Linked DNA regions of Sus scrofa: region 1 is linked to region 2. Evidence: chromatin contacts called from public HiChIP or PLAC-seq data. All regions are on one chromosome and are shown on one strand. Each heading gives the region's core, a stretch centred on a gene start, on an enhancer-like site or on the middle of the called end of the contact. The rest is flanking DNA. Distances are from core to core; before and after follow the strand shown.

The links. HiChIP or PLAC-seq counts read pairs in DNA pulled down with a chosen protein or histone mark.
Region 1: an H3K27ac HiChIP or PLAC-seq map of skeletal muscle shows a contact between it and region 2. The contact joins the enhancer-like site here to the promoter of SCUBE2 in region 2. A contact is called at or near these places in 6 of 47 Hi-C or Micro-C datasets (brain, embryonic fibroblasts, fetal heart ventricle and 2 more) and 2 of 2 datasets of contacts at active chromatin or transcription factors (alveolar macrophages and skeletal muscle).

The regions. Positions count from the first base shown.
Region 1 is chr9:497,801-502,819 of Sscrofa11.1, reverse strand. It overlaps TMEM9B (transmembrane protein 9B), which reads right to left. Exons shown (of 9, transcript XR_002335506.1): 7 at 633-741. Among named protein-coding and RNA genes, the nearest start is that of ASCL3, 18 kb to the left of the region's middle. Within about 2 kb of position 2,674, at least 22 of the 83 cell types and tissues checked have an H3K27ac peak or open chromatin away from gene starts, as enhancers often do. A contact at or near this core is called in skeletal muscle, where this site is marked.
Region 2 is chr9:386,820-391,363 of Sscrofa11.1, reverse strand. SCUBE2 (signal peptide, CUB and EGF-like domain-containing protein 2) reads right to left here and starts at 1,558. Exons shown (of 21, transcript XM_021062256.1): 1 at 1,444-1,558; 2 at 323-445. The coding sequence starts at 1,558.

The DNA of each region.
Region 1 (5,019 bases), core at 1,425-3,924, 110 kb before region 2:
CCCTGAGGCCTTTGGGGGGCCAGGAATGGGAGGCTCCATGTGAAAAAAACTGGGGAGAGGGAGTTCCCTTGTGGTGCAGTGGTTGGGATCTGGCGTCGTCACTGCAGCAGCTCAGGTCGCTGCTGCGGCATATGGGTCTGATCCCTGGCTGGGAACTTCCTCGTGCCGCTGGCGCAGCCAAAACAAATGAAGGAGAAGAACTGTCCGCCCCACCTAAAAGTAAGCGGACTCATCAGACGGCCCAGGTGCCGTGACAGTGGTCGCCCCTCCATCTGCCACAGCAGGGAGCACTTTGTGTGGCGGTGGAGGGGCTGGAAGAGAGGTCCGGGCACTCAGCTCCGGCCCGCGTGGCCCTCAGAGAAGCCGGACTAATTCTCTGGGAAACGCTCGGCACACGCAGCGCGTTCTCAGGCCGCGTCACTTGTCACGCCTGTGCGAGGCAGCCTCACGAACCCGCAGAGCATCTCGGGGAGGCCGACCGAGAGCGGGCCGTGATCCTTTTGGGGGGCTCTGGGGACGAGGGAGGAGACGGGGGACGGTGGTGGGGAAGAAGGTGGAAGAGCCCCAAATTTTCTTCCTGTCTAGACACCACCAAGATCCGTTCCAGAAGCAGATGGAATTTTTTTTTTTACCTTGATGGTAACGGAGCTTCTTTCCTCGTACTTGCACTCGCAGCGTAGACAGTATGCTTCCACGTCTGGCCCCCGCACAGGCATGGGATCCACAACATGAAGGCAGTCACTGAAACGAGACAGAATATTCCGCCTAAACCCAGGTGGACTTTCTACCTACACTGACAAAGCCTGTCCTGAAATCCAGAACACGCCTGAAATCACCCAGAGAAAGAATACAAAGAACACATAATGAGGAGGGGACTGAAGTCGTTTCCTCTATCAGTCATTAGCAACTGGGTGAGATTTAACAGTCTAAGAAACCATAAAGACCCGCATCCAGCAAACTGTTCACAAAAGTGCTATATTTAGGAGTTCCCTTGTGGTACCATGGATTAAGTACCCAGTGTTGTCACTGAGCTGATCCGGGTTGCTCCTGTGATAGAGGTTCAGTCCCTGGCCTGGGAACAGCCATGTGCTGGGGGTAGGCAGCCAAAAAAAAAAAAAAAAAAAGTGCTACATTTATAGTTAAAAATGTACCTGAAAGATCCCAGATGGGATTGAAAACTACTTAGCAGCAGATCAGTCATACTCAGACCTGTTCATTTGGCAGTAACACTGCTTCAAATGACGGACCTGGGGCATTGTTCAAACACTTGTCGACTGACTGACACTGCCCCCGCCACGGCGTGGTATGCGGATGGCTAATCACACCTCCCGGCCGGGAGGTCATGCAACTCTGAAAACCGAACACCAGAGTAAGAAACAATCACTTTTTAATGAGCAAGAGTCTATTTAAAAAACATGGAGAAGTAGGGTTCAGACAACAAAACTATTTTAAAATGAAGACTGATTAACTGCAAACAGTACATAAAAAATAATAAAAGGCTGAAAGTTCTTGTCGTTGGATGTTTATTTCCCCCCCACTTTTCAGGCCATGTATTTGTGATTTATGAAAAAGCAATTCTATCCAAAAAAGTCTTTTCCCCCAGATCTGTCAATTCGAGGACATTAAATTCTATTGCATTTGGAGTGGATAAGCAACGAGATTCTGCTGTAGAGCCCAAGAAACTGAGTCTGATCACTTGTGATGGAACAGGATGGAGGAATAATGTGAGAAAACATGTGTATCGTGTATGTGTAACTGGGTTACTATGCTGTACAGCAGGCGCTGGCACAACACTGTAAATCAACTATAATAAAAAATTTAAAATAAATAAACTCTTACTCTCCCAGCTGTTAAGAGCCCACTACTCTGACCACCTTCGGCAAAGCAGGCAAAGCTTTCCTGTCCTCCCGCAGCTGCTGGGCAATTTCCTTCCCTTCTGCCCGGCCTCCTTGGGCATTTCTGGCTGCCTGAGGAGCTCTGCTAGAGCCAATCCCGCCTCACGCCACCCGCCTCCTGGGGCGCCCAGCACTCCAGCTGACCCTCTCCCTTTGCCCTGTTCTTGCTCTGTTCCCTCTGAGCTGTGGCAGAGGAAAGAACACCCAACACGGCATGAATGATAGAAGTTCGGTTTTCCTTCATGGGTGACTTAATTTTAACAAAGGTAGTAACGAAAAAACAAGTCTGGCAGAATTTCAAACAAGAGGACGTTCCCACAACTCACACAATCCAAGTGTGTGACATTTGTTCCAAACACAGAGAAGATCAGGAGCACATCCAGCCGGATGCAGGCGTAACGCGGGCATTGCAGGGGCATCTCGCTCAGAGTCACAGGGGCACCCAGCCCTGCCGTCTCCTGCGCGAGGCCACAGAGCACACAACAGCCAGAAGGACCGGAAGCCAGGGCTCCTGCTGCCGAGGATGGCCCCCCTCTTTCTCTCTGGAACCTCAGAAAAACGAGGCTCATCGCCTATGTAACTCCTACTTCAGCATCAGAAGCCCTAGTGACAATACGTAGCAGTGACTTGGGACTCTACGTGCGAGTGTGTTAGCATCGAGGGTTCCCTGAGGCGCAAACATCGCGTCCCAGCCAGGCGACCCTGCGAGCCGTCAGGTAGAGGAGAGGCAGGAAGGGTGGCTCCGCTGCGGGTCACGGTAAACACAGAACCTCCAGGAACCGGGCAACACCGCCCCCTAGCGCCGAGGGAGGACGTGAGCCGCTCTCAATCCCACCCACCCGCAGCCAGAGAAGCCCAAGTTTTCTCTGGTTACTCAGCGAGTCAGTGAGGAAGGAAAGCTCATCACCGAACAGAATGGAGAAGGGGAAAGCACCCCAGCGGCTCAGAGTCGCAACTTGCCCTGCCTCCTAAAGTCGGTGAGGAACCCTCGGCTGCGTCTGGGAAACTCTCCCAAACCTAAAAGGCGCATCTGCAGGAGGGAGGCGCGGAGAGCGCGAGGAAGCCCCCAGAGCAAGCCTTGTTTCAGCTGCTGACCCCCAAGCTCCCTGTTCTCACCAGGAACCAGGAACAAATGACACGTGGGTATCTGTGCTCCGGAACAACAAAAACTCAGTGGAAAGACGGGTGCTGAGAGCTGGAACACAGAGGTCGCTTGCCGTTCAGGTGAAGAAACGGATCGTAAGTGCTCAAGACACTTGAGAAATTTACAGGAATACCTTATTTGAGCTTTCTTTTCACATAAAGTAACTTGCTGATACAAAACCTCTAAGAATAGCTAAATCACTTTGTAATAAGAGACAATTTAAAGGGCAACACAGATGCTCAGAAGAGGGTCTGAAGCGCCCGCTTATCAAATATCGGATTGAACCCGGATGCCTATCAGGGGGAGGGCAGCAGCAGCATCGGACAAGCTACACACGCTCAAAGGCTGCCTCTTCTTTTTCCGTCAGCTTGGGATATTGTAACTGAATGAATTTAATTCTGCTTTCAAACATCCAGGGCCACTCGGCTGTGAAATCGGGTGTATCGCGATGGCACGTTTGGAGCTCTTTTTCGTCCATGCCAATCCCAGCGACCTTCCGTTACAAACCATAAAGCGTCCCGGTCCAGGGGAAGGAACCCATCTGTCCTGCTACAGAACGGCTTCTCGACTGTTTCATGGCACGTGTAGAAAAAGGCCTCATTTGTAAAGCCCACTGGGATCAACGGAGAAGGCTGCCGGTGGTTGTACAGCCAGTCGGGAGCCCGTTGCCTCCCTGATTATGCGCCAAGGCCTCAAGGGAACAGTGACTTGGCACACCTAGAACCTATTCTTGGCACACCAAGTGGTAAACTCCGATACACATGGCACATTCCCGCTCCTTCCTGAGTCTTTTAACAGTTTTAAAGATAGTCTCCTATGTTGACAACACATCATCGAGGCCTACAAGCTGTGAAAATTATAACCCAGATAAATGAGGCTTGCTTACCTACCACGGAGAAGCAGGAGGGAGGACCGCCATTTAAGGGGACACAGAAGGGTAGCTCTTGGTAGTTCAGGTGCCACAAACTCAGCCCCATCCTAAGGTAGAAAGCCTGCCTGCCTGGGGCTTGGACTTTTGGCTACATTTGTTTAGGCTTACTTTCTGCACTCGGGGCCTCACTCCCACTTTGTCAAACAGGAACATAATTCATGGAGTTCCTGTTGTGGCTCAGAGGGTTACGAACCTGCCTAGTATCCATGAGGACGTGGGTTCAATCCCTGGCCTTGCTGATCTGGCGTTGCCCTGGGCTGTGGTGTAGGTAGCAGATGCAGCTGGGATCTGGCATGGATGTGGCTGTGGTGTAGGTTGGCAGCTGCAGCTCAGCTTCAACCCCTAGCCTGGAAACTTCCATATGCCCGGGTGCAGAGAAAGAAAGAAAAGAAAGGGAGGGAGGAAGAAAGAAATGGAATTCAACACATTTGCTTAAAAAGAAATACTTCAAAAAGAAGACAATACAGTGGGTGCACAGCCAGCACTAACAGTGACGACCACTGTTAAGGAAATGTGACCGGTGATTCCGTTATCCAGAATACTTACCAGTCCTTCTGGGATATGTTCTTATTATAAATATAACCAGAATTCTCTTTATAGGGAGGACAGATACATTTGCATCGGACATCTTCAGAGTTCTGTAACCAAAATGGAAACTTAATATAGCTTGTTGACAGTATATCATCAGTATTTTTAAAAACTGCAACATAAACGTTTTGCTAAGCATCCCCTGCCATGTGTTCTAAAACCATTCGCTTAAAATTTTAAATAACTTTGAGAGATACAAGTTTTTAAAAACCATCAATAATGCTAATAATGATCATTATATATTACGTAAAATTAAATTTGAAATACATAGTAGATGATCTGTGACTTATTAACCACACCTTTTGTCCAAGACTATCAAATTGTGCCAACGCTATCACCAGGTACCGGCCAGAGAAGGACACTGTACCCTGACAGCTGTGCCTTCCGCTAGGAATGCTGACCACAGAAGGATGGGGAAACGGCAAACCAAAAACTACTCACGAGACAAAGTCACAGTTCTT
Region 2 (4,544 bases), core at 309-2,808:
GCTCTCCCGACCAACAAGGCTGCTGACCTTCTGCCCCCTAAGCTGAGTGACTCGGGACCAAAAGATACGAACGTGCCTTTCGTTGTTGTTGTTGCTTTTAGAAGCTAGACAAAAGGACAATGCAGAAGCAGATAAAACAGTATGACCAGCCCTCAGGAAGACCCGATGTTCCCTGTCTCTTAAGGATCTGAAATGCGCTGCAGGGAGGGGCTGATGTGCTGGGGGGGGGCAGAGCAGCACTTTCACCAACATGAGCGGCCAGTGCAAGAGCTAAGGAAGCTTCCGCCGCTGGCGCCCCTCTGCTGGTCCCCAAGTCACTTACCCTCACACCGCCTGCCCTCCCCCTGGTAGCCAGGCCCACAGGAGCACTTGTGGGAGGTGGGTGTGTTCTGACACAGGGCATTGGTGTGGCAATCGTCCACCCCCTGGGCATACCCGTCCACATCTGCAAAACAGCACGGCAGCTCCTGGTAGGGTGTCCTAAGCCCTGGGTGGCCTGGCCCTGACCCCTTCCTGGCAACACCAGCTAAACCGCTTGGGAGCTCCTGGGATGAGCCTCCAGGCCCGGTTTCCAGGCACACCCTGCGCCCTCTGCCCAGGGTGCCCTCTGCCTGGGATGCCCTCTACAATGGCCTTCAGGACTCTGCTCAGACCCACCTCACCTAGGAAGCCTGTCATGACCCGGGAGTGTCAGAAGGCGACCCCTAAGATGTGTCACATATCACACCACCACTTTTCCTGCCTGTCTCCTGGGCTAGACGGCGTCCCGGGACCACAGCGCGGATCTGAGTCCCTGCGGCCTAGGCCAGCGCCTGGCACGTGAGCAGGCGGGGCAAGGGCCCGGCGGGGGAGAGTTGGAGCGGGCACAAGCGCTCTGAGAACAGAGCCGCTCTGCCAGCTTCCTCCGGGTTGGGGTCTGAGGCAACCCTCTGGCTCTGGGCTGGCACACACCCCAGACGCGCCGGGCCCCGGGAGAAGCGCTTCCCGGGCTGAGAGCGCTCCGGGGGCTCCTTCAAAACAAAAGCGTTTTGAAAGTATTTTGATTCCAGTTTGGGTGCAGAACGGGGTCTCGGCCTGTCAAACAGCGGCTGTTGCGCAGGGAGAAAACTCCCCGGGGCGGACGCGAGGCCCGCGGGCCACCTCTGGGCCGCGATGCCGGGGGCGCAGCTGCCTGGACCTCGCGCGGGCCGCGGCCGAGCCCTCGGTTCCCCGCCTCCGCCCGCGGCCGCCCGGCCCGCTCCCCGCGCAGACCGCTAGCGCGCCGGGGGCACGGCCATCGGGGCCGGGGCCGAGGCCGGCCGTGTCCCCAGGCCCCGGGCCTCAAGCCCGTGCGGGGGCGCCGCCTCGGCCCGGCCTGCGGGAGAGCCCCGGGCGAGCAGGACACGCGGAACCCTGCCGCCGCCCCCGCCCCGCGCCAGGTGCGCCCCGCGGCGGGACACTCACCCTCCTCCGGCGGCCCGGGGCCGGCCGCCCGCAGCAGCAGCAGCAGCGGCAGCGACAGCAGCAGCGGCAGCAGCGCCCGCGCCGCGCCCCCGCGGCGGCGGCCTGCGCCCCCCATGGCCCGCGCGGCGGCCCGGAGAAGAGGCGGCGGCGGCGCGGAGAGGTGAGGGCGGCCTGCCGGCCCCCCGCCCCCGCCCCCGCTTCGCACGGACCTCCCCCGCGCCCTCCCGCCCCCGCTCGGCCGAGGGGCGCGGCCGCGGGGCCCGGGCGGGGGCGGGCTCGCCGGGTGCCCCGGGCCCTCGCGCAGGCCCCGCAGCCTGCCGCGCCCCGGGCCCTCGCCCAACCTGTGCGGGGTCCTCCGGCTTGGCCCGGCTCCTCTCGGGAGGACAAACGGCGCTTCTGGCCTGAAGTAGGCGGACACGGGGAGCCCAGCAAGTGTCCTAGAGTCCCCAGATCCCAAAGCCACCTGCAAGGCTTACCTGCCTTTAGTGTGGATGGAATGAGAGCGACCGCAGACTTCAGAGTTGCTTCTCTGCTCCCCTGGCACACCCTGTCTGCCCCTTCCCCATCCTGCCCATCCCAGGCCCCCTTGCACCCCCTGCCCCCCAGTCCTCCCAGGACGGCAGTCCTCTTGTCCTAGCCTGGGGTTCGATGTCTCTTCAGAGCAGCCTAAAAGGCGAAGGGAAAGGAAGCGGGAGGTCGAGGGTGAGGCACCAGGGACAGGAGACCACCCCACTTTGCCTGGGGCACAGGTGGCACAGGTGGCACCAGCTGGACTTGTAAACCTCAGGTCAGCCCAGCTGCAGATACCGGCAGCCACCTGGGTCTGCGAGCAAGGCACCTTTACAAGGAAACACACCTACACAGGGGCACAGGTGACCAGAGCCGCCCCCCCAACCCCCAGCATCAGCCTCTCCCCAGGTAGCAGCAATTCCAAGGTGCGACAATCCACCGTACTCAGGGGTTTGCCTGTGCTTTGAGCTTCTCTGCATTTATTAAATTTTCCCTATGACTAGGTACATCCATACAGGTGTGTGTGTGTGTGTGTATACATTCCTTTGATAATCAGAAAAAAATAAACATCACAAAAAATCCCCACCGAGCTCAGGCACAAAACCTTATCTTCCTGGGGTCCACCGCCCTCCCCGGGCCCCCAGCCCCCTGCCCTCTCCGCTGCTGCCCCGCGGGGCTGGGACTGCCTCTTCGGGTCTTCATTGCTAGCGCCGCTGCTGTCTGCTGGAGAATCTGAGAAAATAAGAACTTTGCTGTGGTTGGTTTGTTTTTGTTTTTGTTTTGACCTCTTCATCCCCAGCGAAGGCAGGCAGGTTTTTTCTTTCCCTCCTCACTCTCGCCCCCTTTTGTTTGGTGCCAAGAGACACTCAGCTATTTCTAGTCCTAAGGGTGGTTTTACACATTTGTAAATCTTCACTAGGTGAACGGTTCTCTCCGTCTTTGTCTTTGTGTCCCTAACAGTGGCCATAAATTACCACCTTCTTTTCTCTCCGCTGCATTAAGCGTCATTGCTTTTGAAATGATCAAAGTTATTTTCCTTTAAAATCCAACCCAAAAGTGCCCACTGTGTGGCACAGACCATTTTGGCTCCAGTCAAAGCATCTAAATACACAAGGCTGCCCAGTCACCTCTCTAGGCGTCTTCTCCAGCCCCTTGTGCCGGGCAAGAAACCAGACACGCTATTCTTTGCCTTCACTGGTCCCCCGAGCTTATATTTTAGTAAGGATACAAAGTAGTTCTAAGACCCAATGTTTTTTTGCCTAAGAGAGTCAGTTTTTGTTGTGTTTCCTGGAAACGTTTACAGCTGGCACAGATCTCCAAAAATGTTCGGAATCCTATTTTGTTTGCCCTAACTTCCATACAGATGTGCTTTCAGCGGGTCAGCTCCTGGATTCCTGCGCAAACCTTTCTGACGCTTCCAATCAGTCAAGATGGTTAATAACTGGGAATTTCCATGGAGGGCTCCAGGGGAAATCTGTGCTCCAACGTCAGGGACCCGCTGCAGGAGGGGCTTGGCGGGCCCAGGGCCAGCGGCTGTCCGCCCTCTATTGTCCCCCTGAGGTCCCCGCATGGTTCCTGAACCTCCCTCTTCCCGCCCCAGGCTGAGAGGCCATGAACCAGACCGGAGGGGACAGGCAGCCCAGCCTGGCCGTCGCACTGGTGGGGGCCTGGGGCCCCAGGAAGACGGCGGAAGCGGAAACCACGTGCAGCTCAGGAGGACTCTGCGTTCGCTGCCCACCTCTCAGTGCCCCACTTTTTCGACTCTTCAGCAGCCTCTGGAAACTCCCTTTAGAAATGCTCTCTCCCTTGGCTCTTGTTTCCCTGCAGCAGGCAAGCTCCTGGTTGTCCTCCTAGCTCTCAGGAAATGCCTCCTCGGTCCTCTTCTGGGGATGCTCTTTCTACATCCTGGCCCTGATGCTCGCTCATTCCCGCGTTCCCGTGAGAGAAATCTCCAGCTCGGATCTCTCCTCTCAGCTTCAGTTCTCTGTATCCAGTTGTCTACTGGATGCCTCCAGCGTGAGCTCCCTCAGATCCAAGATGTTCAAGATGAGAGTTCCCTCTGCGGCACAAAGGGATCAGCAGCATCTCTGCAGCACCAGGATGCGGGTTCCATCCCCCATCCAGCACAGAGGGTTAAGAGGATCTGGTGTTGCTGCAGGATAGGTCACAACTGCTGCTCAGCTCTGATCCCCGGCCCCGGACTCCATATGCTGTGGGGCGGCCAAAAAAGCAAACAAACAAACAGATGTTCAAAGGGCAGTTCACCTTCTCCCTCGAACCCGCCCTTCTCGAGCGCTTCCGCGCTTATATAGAGAGGCCACCAGCATTCTGCAGACACAGCTCAGACACCTGCAGTCATCCCGACTCCACTGGCTCTCTTGGCACCAGAGTCAAACCCTCTCACGATCTCCCTAAACCGCTCTCCTCCTCCAGGCGGGCATCCAGAGCCCAGGGCCCAGCGTCCCTCACCTGGCCTGTTGCTCCTCGTGGGCGCGTCCTCATCCCCCTTTCAGTATCTTCCTCGGGGGCTGCCGGAGGAAGAGGCAAACCTCCTCCCAGCAAGCCCGGCCCCTTCAGGCTCAAGTGCAAAC